Linked DNA regions of Zea mays: all the other regions are linked to region 3. The links are chromatin contacts, called in public Hi-C maps. All regions are on one chromosome and are shown on one strand. Each heading gives the region's core, a stretch centred on a gene start, on an enhancer-like site or on the middle of the called end of the contact. The rest is flanking DNA. Distances are from core to core; before and after follow the strand shown.

What was found. A called contact is a pair of places that touch in the nucleus more often than the background predicts.
Region 1: a Hi-C map of leaf shows a contact between it and region 3, with 5 times the contacts expected there. The contact joins the promoter of LOC100284611 here to the promoter of LOC541964 in region 3. A contact is called at or near these places in 2 of 25 Hi-C or Micro-C datasets (leaf and tassel).
Region 2: a Hi-C map of ear shows a contact between it and region 3, with 2.1 times the contacts expected there. The contact joins the promoter of LOC103632028 here to the promoter of LOC541964 in region 3. A contact is called at or near these places in 5 of 25 Hi-C or Micro-C datasets (ear, endosperm, leaf and 1 more).

Annotation. Positions count from the first base shown.
Region 1 is chr7:11,896,996-11,900,615 of Zm-B73-REFERENCE-NAM-5.0, reverse strand. LOC100284611 reads right to left here and starts at 2,232. Exons shown (of 7, transcript NM_001157506.2): 1 at 1,830-2,232; 2 at 1-178. The coding sequence starts at 174.
Region 2 is chr7:11,339,860-11,343,282 of Zm-B73-REFERENCE-NAM-5.0, reverse strand. LOC103632028 (DNA (cytosine-5)-methyltransferase 1B) reads right to left here and starts at 2,148. Exons shown (of 14, transcript XM_020540918.1): 1 at 1,778-2,148; 2 at 403-490. It also overlaps a transcript of LOC542082 not described here.
Region 3 is chr7:11,631,777-11,635,357 of Zm-B73-REFERENCE-NAM-5.0, reverse strand. It overlaps LOC541964 (histone H1-like protein), which reads right to left and starts at 1,521. Exons shown (of 2, transcript NM_001111618.2): 1 at 1,275-1,521; 2 at 318-1,115. The coding sequence starts at 1,454. The coding sequence ends at 561.

The sequences.
Region 1 (3,620 bases), core at 983-3,482, 260 kb before region 3:
TTCCTGGCCATTGCTGTCCATATGTGAGTTCACAGCATAAGGGTTCTCTTGCTTTCCTGAAGAATCTTCATCATGGCTGCCACTCACAACTTCCTCGTGACCAGCATTTCTGTTAGGTGGACATATAGCTACACAATCTGATTCTTCGTCAGTAGACATATCAATTTTCCCCATTGCACTGCATTTTTTAGAAAAAAACATATATAAATATTTGTATACTGCAGAATCCGCTGGAACCTGAAGGACCCTGAGTATCAAATCATAAAGAATTGCAAGACAATAATAGAGTCAAACAGGACTATAACATAGCACACCCATCAATTGTTTAGCTAATTATCTATATAAGCATATGCAGAAGGGCAGACCGGGTGCCATGGTGAGAGCTGAGCTGTCTCACTAAGTCACCAGGTCGTGAATTCGAAGCAGCATCTCCACATTTGCAGAGGAAGGCTTGCTTCGGTTTATCCCTTCCCCATACTCATGTGGGAGCCTCCGGCACTATGTCTGCCCTTTTATCTATATAAGCATATGCATTATCAATGGCATGCAAGCAACTAAGTGACTAACCTTACAAGTTACAACAAAGCAGAAAAATCTAATATGCTAAACTCCAACCAACAAATATAGAAGAATCATACTAAAATGGAGTTGTGTCATCTGATATTCCTGAAGTCCACATGTAACGAAGATTACACATGTGTTTCTTAAGTTCGAGTCAAGAGCTATTGCGTAAATCTGAAGAATTTATAGATTATTTTGGTAATCTGTCACTTAGAAGCTTCACATTTAATGCATTGTTGTAAACCTTGAGAGGCCAATTTGTTTGCTTGTTGACCTTCAATCGAAAGTTTCCAAATATATAAGTTTACTGAAATGCCAGCCTGGCAAACTCCTAAAAGATGAATCCCAACATAGCTCCAACTTGGCCATGTTCACGACAAGAGTTACATTCCGATTTCTTCAAACAATGCACAAAGCCACAATGTTTATTTGCATGTTCAAGATTGCGGAGCGCATTTATCATGAACTTCACCAGGCAATAAACACCAGCAAAATTTGAATATTTTGTCGCATATACAAAACCCGCCAGAAGAGATACAGGATTTGTAGCAGGAGCCCTTACATCATGGCCACTAAGACAAACTAATAAAACATTCACAGCGCATAGCTTAGAATCAGCAAACCCTAACAAATTTGAAAATTCTGCACGACGTGACATATGAAATATAAAATTGATCACCGCCAAGCTCAACGGCACAACTAGAAACACTAAAAAAAACTCGTCGCAATCATAGCACGCCCATTGGGCAACCATTGCACAAGAACAGGAGTGCACGACCTTGGATAATCGGTCAACACCTCTATTCGGCAATATATTTAAGGATCCACGTATAATGCCTTATCCAATGATTCGCAGCGAAGCCAATTCATTACCCAGTTAATGCCTTCCACGCAAGCTACAAACGGATACCGGCATTCCTAGCACCATTAGTTTAGAGAAAACCAGGCATTTGAGCTACCACGCGACGAGGAACCATTCATTCGAGAGCCGCGGGCTTTCCCACACCCACACGCGCGCGAAACCCTAATCCGCGTGTACCATCCCGAAACTCACCCGAAAATATAGCGCGAATCACCGAAACCATCCCCACGAATCTACCCAGCAAACCACCCGGATCCACCACGCAGCTCAGAAACCCAGGTGCAAGGCGCAACCACCGAAGCCAAGCCCCCCCCCCCCCCCCCCCCCCCCCCCCCCCCCACACACACACACACACAACGGCCAGCAGAACAGGATAACAGCAGAGGAGAGAAGGCAACGCCATTACATGTTCCCGGCCACCTTGCCGGGCAGATCCCAGCGCCGCCTCGCCGCGGCCTCGGGGTCCCCGCCCCCGCCGATGGCCTCCGCCGCGGCCGCCGTGGTGCCGGTCGGTCGGGACCGTCAGCTCCCCGCGCCGCGCACCTCCTGCTCCCGCCGACTGAGACAGCGGAGGCGGCCGCCGACCCCAACCCGCCTCGCTTCCCTCGCCCCAGCACCGGCCACCGCGCCTCGCTTCGCGCAGAGGAGAGCAGTCCTCTGCCTGCAGGCTGCGTGCGCTGCGCTCGTGTGTGTGTGTCTGGGCGCGGGGCGGTCGGCTGTTTGTGGGGGCGAGGCAGCGAGGGGGCGCGGTGGGCCCGGCGGTGAGGGTACCGCCCGGGGCCGCGGGCGGAGGTGAGGAGGGTGCGTCTGGGACAATGAGGTGTGAAGGTGAGGCCCGCGGCCCGAGGGTGCCGTGCAGCGACTGCGAGGGGGGGGGAGGCAGGGGCAGGGCCCCGGGCTGTGGATGATTTTTGACCAGCCACGTGGAAATTATAGGTTAGTTAGCGCAATTTTCTGTAATAATAATGGACAAAACTGTTGCCTGGGAGACAATGGACACGAGATTTCCCCTATTCTTACACTGTAACGTGATGATTATTATATATAGTGTTTCTTTGTTGCGAGGGAGATATATATTGTCTAGCGTGGAGTGAGCCTGATGCGTCAGCGGCAACGAAAACTGACGTCTCAACTTACTGGTAGTAGTGTTGCATGCCTGCGCTGCGTTGCATTCATTTTTTTGTGGTGGTTGCTGCGCAGTGCGCAGGACCATGCCACACTTGTGCGCTCGTGTGTTGTTCTTTTTTTTTAGGTGATGTGTCTCGTAGGTCCATCTGTGGTGCGTTCTGGCACATGGAAAGTGTTTTATTTTTGTCAAGTGTGCATGCTTGGCATCAAATTAAAACAAAGTTTTTATTATCTTCGCTAGTACATGTGCATCCAAAGGCAATGGTCGCTAGCATTATAATATACTCCCTCCTAGCATTTTAATTGATTCATACAATACCTAATATATGTGTTTTGTATATATATTTAGATTCGTAATTATTTGAGATCTTCTTAGCGGGTACGGGTTATCCGACGAGTAAAATTACCCGCGCGGAGGTATGGGTATGTGTAAGATTTTACATCCGCGAACGTATATAGGTAACTCGATGTGTATGATTTTTAGTTATGGGTACGTGTATGGAATGCTACTACCCAACTTACCATCTCTAGCTCCTGATGTCAAGGTTGGAGCCACTGTTAAGGATTTCGTGGGTAGTCGGCCTAACATGAGGCTAAGGCCCACTATATGGAGTCATGACCAGACCAGGCTCGCCTCCTGGCCTGGGTCACTGTCTCCATCAAGCACCATAAAGGGAGGAATCAACAACCTCATCTGTAGGTCTGTGATCCTGCTAATAGGACCTGGACCTCCTTGTGACCCATCGGATCCCCGAACAAAGGAGCCGGGAGGGAACATAAAGCCCCGGAGGAGAAGGCGCTCTCCGGTTACAACACCAAGTCTTCATAACGGCTCCGGGCATGAAAGATACAATCCAGACCTCAGGCCAGGTGAGGTTCAGAAGTCACTACGTGTCCAGGCAAGGGTTGTAGTAGCCCGGATCCCCTCAGGTATGGCTCGATCCCATGGTCAGGAAAGACTTGGGAAACAGTGTCACCACTTATCCCTAGGTCTGTCCCTCACCTAGGCAGGGGTCTGGTGCTAACACGTGGCCAGACGCCCCTAGTGTAAGCCATCAGACGATGTCTG
Region 2 (3,423 bases), core at 899-3,398, 290 kb after region 3:
GATAAGAGCTCAAATAAATCACTACACTTGAGCTTCAGAAAAGAAGAGATCATTTAAATTGGACACCATTTGGGGGGAAAGACCCAGCTAACCCAGCTCGGGTCGGCCTCCACCTAAATACATTCATTTTGTTTTTTATTTTTCAAGTATCAAACACCCCACGCCACAACCCCAATTCCCAGTATAGAGCGGCACTCATGTCATGTTACAGCCTCTAAAATGGCATGTAAAAGCCAGAGCATTCCACTGTAAACAAAGCACACTCAGACAGTTCATGGGTTATTGGTGGCAAGCCCACATTCACCACATCTAAACAGCACAACAAAAATCACTGAAACAGCTCAGCAGCTTGAGAAAACAGGGCAAAGTGCAAATACCGACTAGAATAAAGAAGAAAATCACCAGCTGAAGGCAATTAGTGCTGGGATACTGGCGCAGCAAGCAATTGATGGGGAAGAACAGGAATCCCCCACGCAAAAATCTGCTGCTCCTGCAGTGCAGTAACATTACAATATCAAAAGTAGTGCACTGTACACTAGGATAAATATCTACTTAACCGTACACTAGGAGATAACAAATAAGGCAAAAGCAGCCTACGCTATTAGTGAGGAAGACATAATGGGCGAAAGGTTAATCAATGCAGTGCAAACCTCCACTCAACAGCTCCAAAATATCTATTCCTAGACTTCTAGGAAGAATATACCAGACAAGTGAAAAGGACTTTAAGGTTTATAAAAGAATTACAGATAGCAGCCACTGCCAGAAGGAGCGTTAGACTCACACAGATTTAAGACCTGTACGAACATGAGGCAATGGCAACCCCAAACATGAAGAATTACAGGCACTCTAGCCCCTTTGGCAGCAAGGGTGTTGAAAGGGCTAAATCTGCTTGCCGCTCAAAATGGAATAACAGGATCTTATCCACCCCATTCCCAATGCTCCCAAGTATGTCCTAAAACAAAGCATTCCCTGCCCCTGGACTTCCACCCAACCATCCCAAAAATTGTTTCCAAACAATCTCGTATTTCCTACTTATTACCAGTAGTGGCAGTTGTGAACTTCACAAACTTAAGCATATGGAAACCCAGGGCCCTACACCCAAGAACCACGAATACTCTTTACAAATCTCCAGAGCTCACGCCAGAAACAACAGTGTGAGATGCGGAGGGGGGACTGGAGCAAAGATTATCAAAAAAGAGAACACGCACGAGTGCACGACTCCCGAGGCAACAGGCGCACCAACCCTCTTCAGTGCTCTCATCCTGAATCCACGGAATCATAACTCCTCAGTCCTCACTATGGTAGTAACGGAAAGGGGAAAGCGCAGCAAACGATGTGCTTCCGCTTGCTAATCCAGCCCCAAAATCCTGCATAAATCCTCACAAATTGAACTGCCAAGGGGCGAAATCTTGCACTACCGCGACACAAAAGTCGTCCAAAATCGCAACAGCGACACCTAAAATAACAATACTATACGAAACTCACTAAGATGAAGCTGAAGAACACTCCGACGGAAATCTCGAAGGTGAGACCGCTCGAATCCCCGCTCAAATCGCCACATAAGCACAAGCAGCAGCAAAGCGGATCCGGAAGCTAATCCTCCGAAATGGCTAAGCCCCCACCCGGACGGAGAACTCGAACGACGGAAGCGGCGGCGGCCGCCGCCGCACGGCTCACCACCGGGACCACGCGGATCCACTACTCGAGACCCCCAAAACTCAGCCGACAGCCCCGACCAACAACGAAGGAAAGTAGCTGTGGAGGCGGGCGGACTTACGGACGCGGCGGCGCCGGGGCGGCACGGGAGGCGCGTGCGCGGGGGCCGGGGTGGAGCAACTCGACAAGCAGGCGGGCGGAAAGGGGGTCGAACCGAGGGGGTTTTGGACGAGAGGCGTTTTATAGCGCGCTCCGGTCAGGCTGTCATCCCGCGTTTGGGGTTTTGGTCTCGGCCTCTCGGCTGTGGCCGCGGCGGCGAGGCGAGGAGCACGTGGAGAGGCGGGGCTGGGCGGAGGCTTTTGGCGGGAAACGAGCGCGGGGGCCCCGAAAACCCAAAAAATTCCCGGTTCCCACGGGCGCGCTGGCCGCCACCCAAGCAGGGCCCCTTGCCGCTCCTGCTTCCCGGTTCTCTTTTTTGATAATCTTTGCTCCACCCCCACTCGGCCCCTCCCCCAGGCGTTCAAGCACGGCGCCCATGCCCTAGGCCCCAGACCCCTATTCGCAGGTCGCAGCAGCCGCCAACACCCAGATCCTAGACCACGCCGCCACCGCGCCACCGGAGTCCGGCGGCCAGCCACCGCCCCCGCCCACCCGCGTGCCAGCGAGCGCGAGCCGGCGAGTCCCTGGTTCCCTGCGCGTGCGAGACCAGAGATCCAGGCAGCGGACGAGCCCTGTCCGTCCCCAGCCATCAGCGACCAGCTGGTGCCGGTCATCCCTGCTGCGACGAGCTGGTGCCGTGAAGCTGCCCTCCAGGCCTACAGATCCAGTAAGTTGCAAGCACGTCGCCCTGCGACCTCGGGCTCGCCGACCAACGGTCCAAGTTTTGTGCCTTGCTGTTTTGTTCCTACGGTGTCCCTTTGTTCAGTTGTTGGTCGTGTGTGCTGCCCGTATCCCTACAACCATGCTGCTGCCTGGTGCTGCTGCCTTGAGCCGACCATGCAACACAACCGTGCTGGTGCTGGTGCTGCTGCTGTAAGCCTTGTAATGTTACAACTGTGTTGTCCATCAGTTTATGTCCAAGCGTTTGAAACTTTGAATTATGTGAACAGGGAACTAAACTAAATTTTACCTATTTTGTTTGAACTATTTGTATTGTGATGTGAACAATGATCATTACTTTTAATTGTTGTGATTTGAATTATGTGAACAATGAGCTAAAACTATAACTATACATGCATATCTTATAAACACATAATTGTACCTGTGGGTACTTGATATCCGCCTGATACCCGATGGGTACGAGTACAAGATTTTACCCGCGGGTATGTTCGCGGGCGGGTATTTGTAATCCCGCGGGTATGGTCATGGGCGGGTAATTACTATACCCGACTCATTGCCATCCCTAGTTTCCTGCATTTATTTTATAGTTCTTTACGACTAACATTAAATTTACAGGGTGACATGGTGAAAACTCCGAGATCTCCTGTTACCACAGGTATTGTTCTTACTTACCTAATTTATTTGTTTTTGGATTACTTCAAGTTTTGGTAGCTTTAGTTCTCTCAATATTAAGGAATGCAATGTAATATATACTATTTTATTCCCAGTTGATTACACCTACTTCCACAAAAGTTCAAAATGTGCCCTTCATTGCAAAAACAAGTATACATTATATCTTTTGTGCCAAAGTTTGTAAATCATTACAATCTTCTCCCTTGTTGGAGCTGCTAGTGGTTTTGTGTATGTGTTATTTGCTCGTTATAGAAA
Region 3 (3,581 bases), core at 272-2,771:
ATGATTGGTTGATGGATTCTCAGCACTTCGAATGCAGCAAAGAATCTCACTACTGAATTTTTTACTTAGAAACTCTGATGCAGTTGACAATGAAACCGAAATGAGTCTCCTGCTATTCATTGTCCAGGGTAATCAATCTAACAATTGAACAAACAGAATCACATGAAAAGCAGAAACCAGAAGTCCGAACTTAATGCAATGCCAGGATTCTTCTAAATCCAACAAAATCAACCGATCCAACAATTTAAAAAACAGAAATCCAAACCAGATGCAACCAAAAAAATATTGACAACAATAAGCCAACAACCCGGGGATCATAGGATAGCAAAATACTATTATAGCTTAGCTTGTTCATAGAGACTGGAGGAGCATGACGGCTGATCACACGCGATCAACTATCCCAAGTTTTTACAGGCACAGAACTACCACCGACACTCATGCTGGAGCTACCGACGAATCTAGAGCTACTGACAATATTACGATTGGATCAAAATCCATGAAAGAGGGGAATCTATAGGCGGAATTGAGGGGGGGATCTCGCCAGCGACAAGGCAGGCAGACTACTTCTTGGCCTTCCTGGCCACGCCCTTCCTGGCCGGGGCGGCAGCAGCAGCAGCCTTCTTCGGGGTTGCCACCTTCTTAGGAGCCGCCGCTGCCTTTCCCTTCTTGGCAGGAGCAGCCGCCTTCTTGGCTGCCTTGGCGGGGGAGGCCTTGGCGGAGGTCTTGGCGACCTTGGGAGGGCGCCCGCGGGGCTTGGGCGACGCGGCGGCAGGAGCGACAGGCTTGGCCTTGGCCTTGGCCTTGGGTTTGGGCGACGCCGCCTTGGGCTTCGCAGCGGTCTTGGCCTTCGCCTTCGGCGAGGGCTTGGGCTTGGGCGCGGCCTTGGGTGCCTTGGGCTTGGCGGCCTTGGGCTTGGCGTCGGTGGCCGGCAGCTTGAAGGAGTTCTTCACCCTCGTCAGCTTGCCGGCGGCAGCGAGCTTCTTCAGCTGCACAGTGAGCTGCTTGCGGAAGTTGGTGGGGAGCTTGCCGCCATGCTTCCCCTCGACGTACTTGCTGATGGCCACCGAGCTCGACCCCTTCCTCTCCTTGAGGGCAGCGATCGCCTCTACAATCATCTGCAGCCAGACAGACCCAACAGGTTGCGTCTCAGATTCAATATCGAATTCGCGGACATGAACAGAACAGAGCGACAGAATCAATCCAACAGATTCCATAAGAGGAGACGATCCTAACGAAGCAACGAATCGGCTAGATCGCAACGGACTAAACCTCACCTCAGCGTAGGGAGGGTGCGCCGCCGGCTTCTTCGCCGCGGAAAGCTTCTTCTCCTTAGGCGCCTTCTTCTCCTTGGGCGCCTTCTTCGCCTTGGGCGCCTCGGCCACCTGGGCCGCCGGGACCTCCGCTGGCACCTCGGTCACCGGGACCTCAGCCACAACAGCCTCCTCCGTCGACATTGCGGATCACTACTACTCTCCCCAACCCTCTCCGGAACTACACTACACTACGCTGTTGTCGGCGGCGGAGGCGGTGGGTGATGACTGATGAGACAGGGAAGTGACGAGGAGGGCGTTTAAATAGCGGAGGCGGGTGGAAAGGCTCAGGGACGTAGCGCCGCGCTGCGATTGGCCGAGCGGGTTCGCACGCGGATCGCTGCCGCGCCGCGCCCAGATCCAACGGGCGGGGGGGACGCTCGCCCAGGCCCGTGGCTCGGGGGGGGGGGCGCTGGCGCGCGGCCCTGCTCCTGGGTGGACGCCACTAGCCTGTTGCATCTGTGCTTCTCCCCCGGATCCCCGAGCTCCTCTCTCGCGACGTGATCCACCGTTCGCCTTGAAACTCTCTGCGTTTGTAGGTCACTAAACTAGCTTTCAAATGCGGGTGGTCTCGTCTGATTTGGTCGAGAATTCAGGGAGAAATCGGGAGTTCGGTGAGGGCAGGTCTGCTTCGGGGGAATCTCCGTGCAGGTGTGCTTCTCCTCCGACTTTGGGGCGCCAGTTCTCCCGGCACGGCCAGCCGTTTCGGGCGAAATTTGGTGCGGGCATGGACCCCGAAACTGTCTTTCGAACGGGAGTGGTCGCGTTCGATTTGGTTCGGAATCGAGCGAGAGATTGCCGATCGAGTGGTGGCTGGTCCGGTGCGGCTGTCACGGTACAGCGTCAGTGTGCAACGGGCTCGTTTTTGCCGTGTACCGCAGCACATAGAGTGTGGTGGGTTCAGTTATGCACAGCTAACCAAAAAAAAAGGGTAGATCGAGGCCTGTCACGTATAGCATCTAGACACCGTTGTCAGGATCAAAGAAGTGGGATACTAGTGGCTTGTGCATTCAGCACGAAGGCAGAATAGTGATTGGGTTCTGTGAAGCATTGGATTTCACCTAGCTAGATCCCCCCCTTTTTTCCCCAATCATAAATGGATAATGGCAGCGTGAATTTAAATCGAAAACTGGTGCAAATGCAGAATGAAGATTACAAGAACTTCGTTCAAAAAGAGTTTCTTACTTTGGTCATGCTTGGCGAAGAGAGCGGGTTTTCATGGCAAAGCTGGCATTCCCTGCTCCTCATTGGATGCTCTCGTGTAACCATCATCTTTGAATCCTGCTTATTACTCCTGCCAAAGACGAGAATTTTCACCTAATTAGCATTTAGCAACAACGAATGTGGCATCGGCACACAAGTATATACTTTGTTAATGCGAGATCAAAGTAATGTTCAGATGTAAAAAAGAAAAAGAAATAAAGAAAAGCATCCATATTCCTTTCTAGAATGCTCGAGTCGAGTGAGTGATTAACCGGGCACATGGATATAGAATGTCGAAAGACCTTTTTAAATTGCTATACAAGCATGTTAGGTTCTGATGAAGTATGTAGTGCTCGTCAAAATAGGAGTCAATACTATTTCAAAATGCCAATGCCGAAAGATAGTGAGCACTGACACCATATAAAAAAGTTTAGGCATTCATGTAGGTGTCCTAGGAAACACATTCAAAAAATTTGTTCCTTTTTTCATATTATATTCATATTAACAAAACTTTTTGCTGCTTTTTAAAGCAGGCTAGAGTGACATGGGGAGATGATCTGAGAAAGTTGTGTTGTTTCCATATAGATTATTGTGTGAGGGAGGAAAGATGTAGTTAGACCGACCACACATAGCTATAGAGAGGGGAAAAAAGAAAAAAAATTGCAATTCAATTCTTGTCATTCCCCACTGTTGATCTCATCCACTTTCAATAGGCTCACAACACCCCAGATGTTGAGCCACACCGCTCGCTCGTGCTATCATTGTTCTTCATGCCCCCTACTGAACGAGACAACCGCTCGCTCCCATCGTTGGTCTTCCCTGCCAAACATTCTCCACCTTAAGTCATAAGACGTCGCCGACACCTGGACTAGCTACCCACCCTAACTTAGCCATTCTCTTTAAGATTAATGTCCTATCAAAAACTAATCTCCAACCCCCAAACCCTCCAACACTAAATTTATGGTTCCTTCTTCAACTCTATTTAAAGAGACCCTAGGTCCAAAGCCGCTTCTTCAACCTTACATCGCAAGGTCCAACTTCTTCAACCCCAAACCACCATGCCTCGAG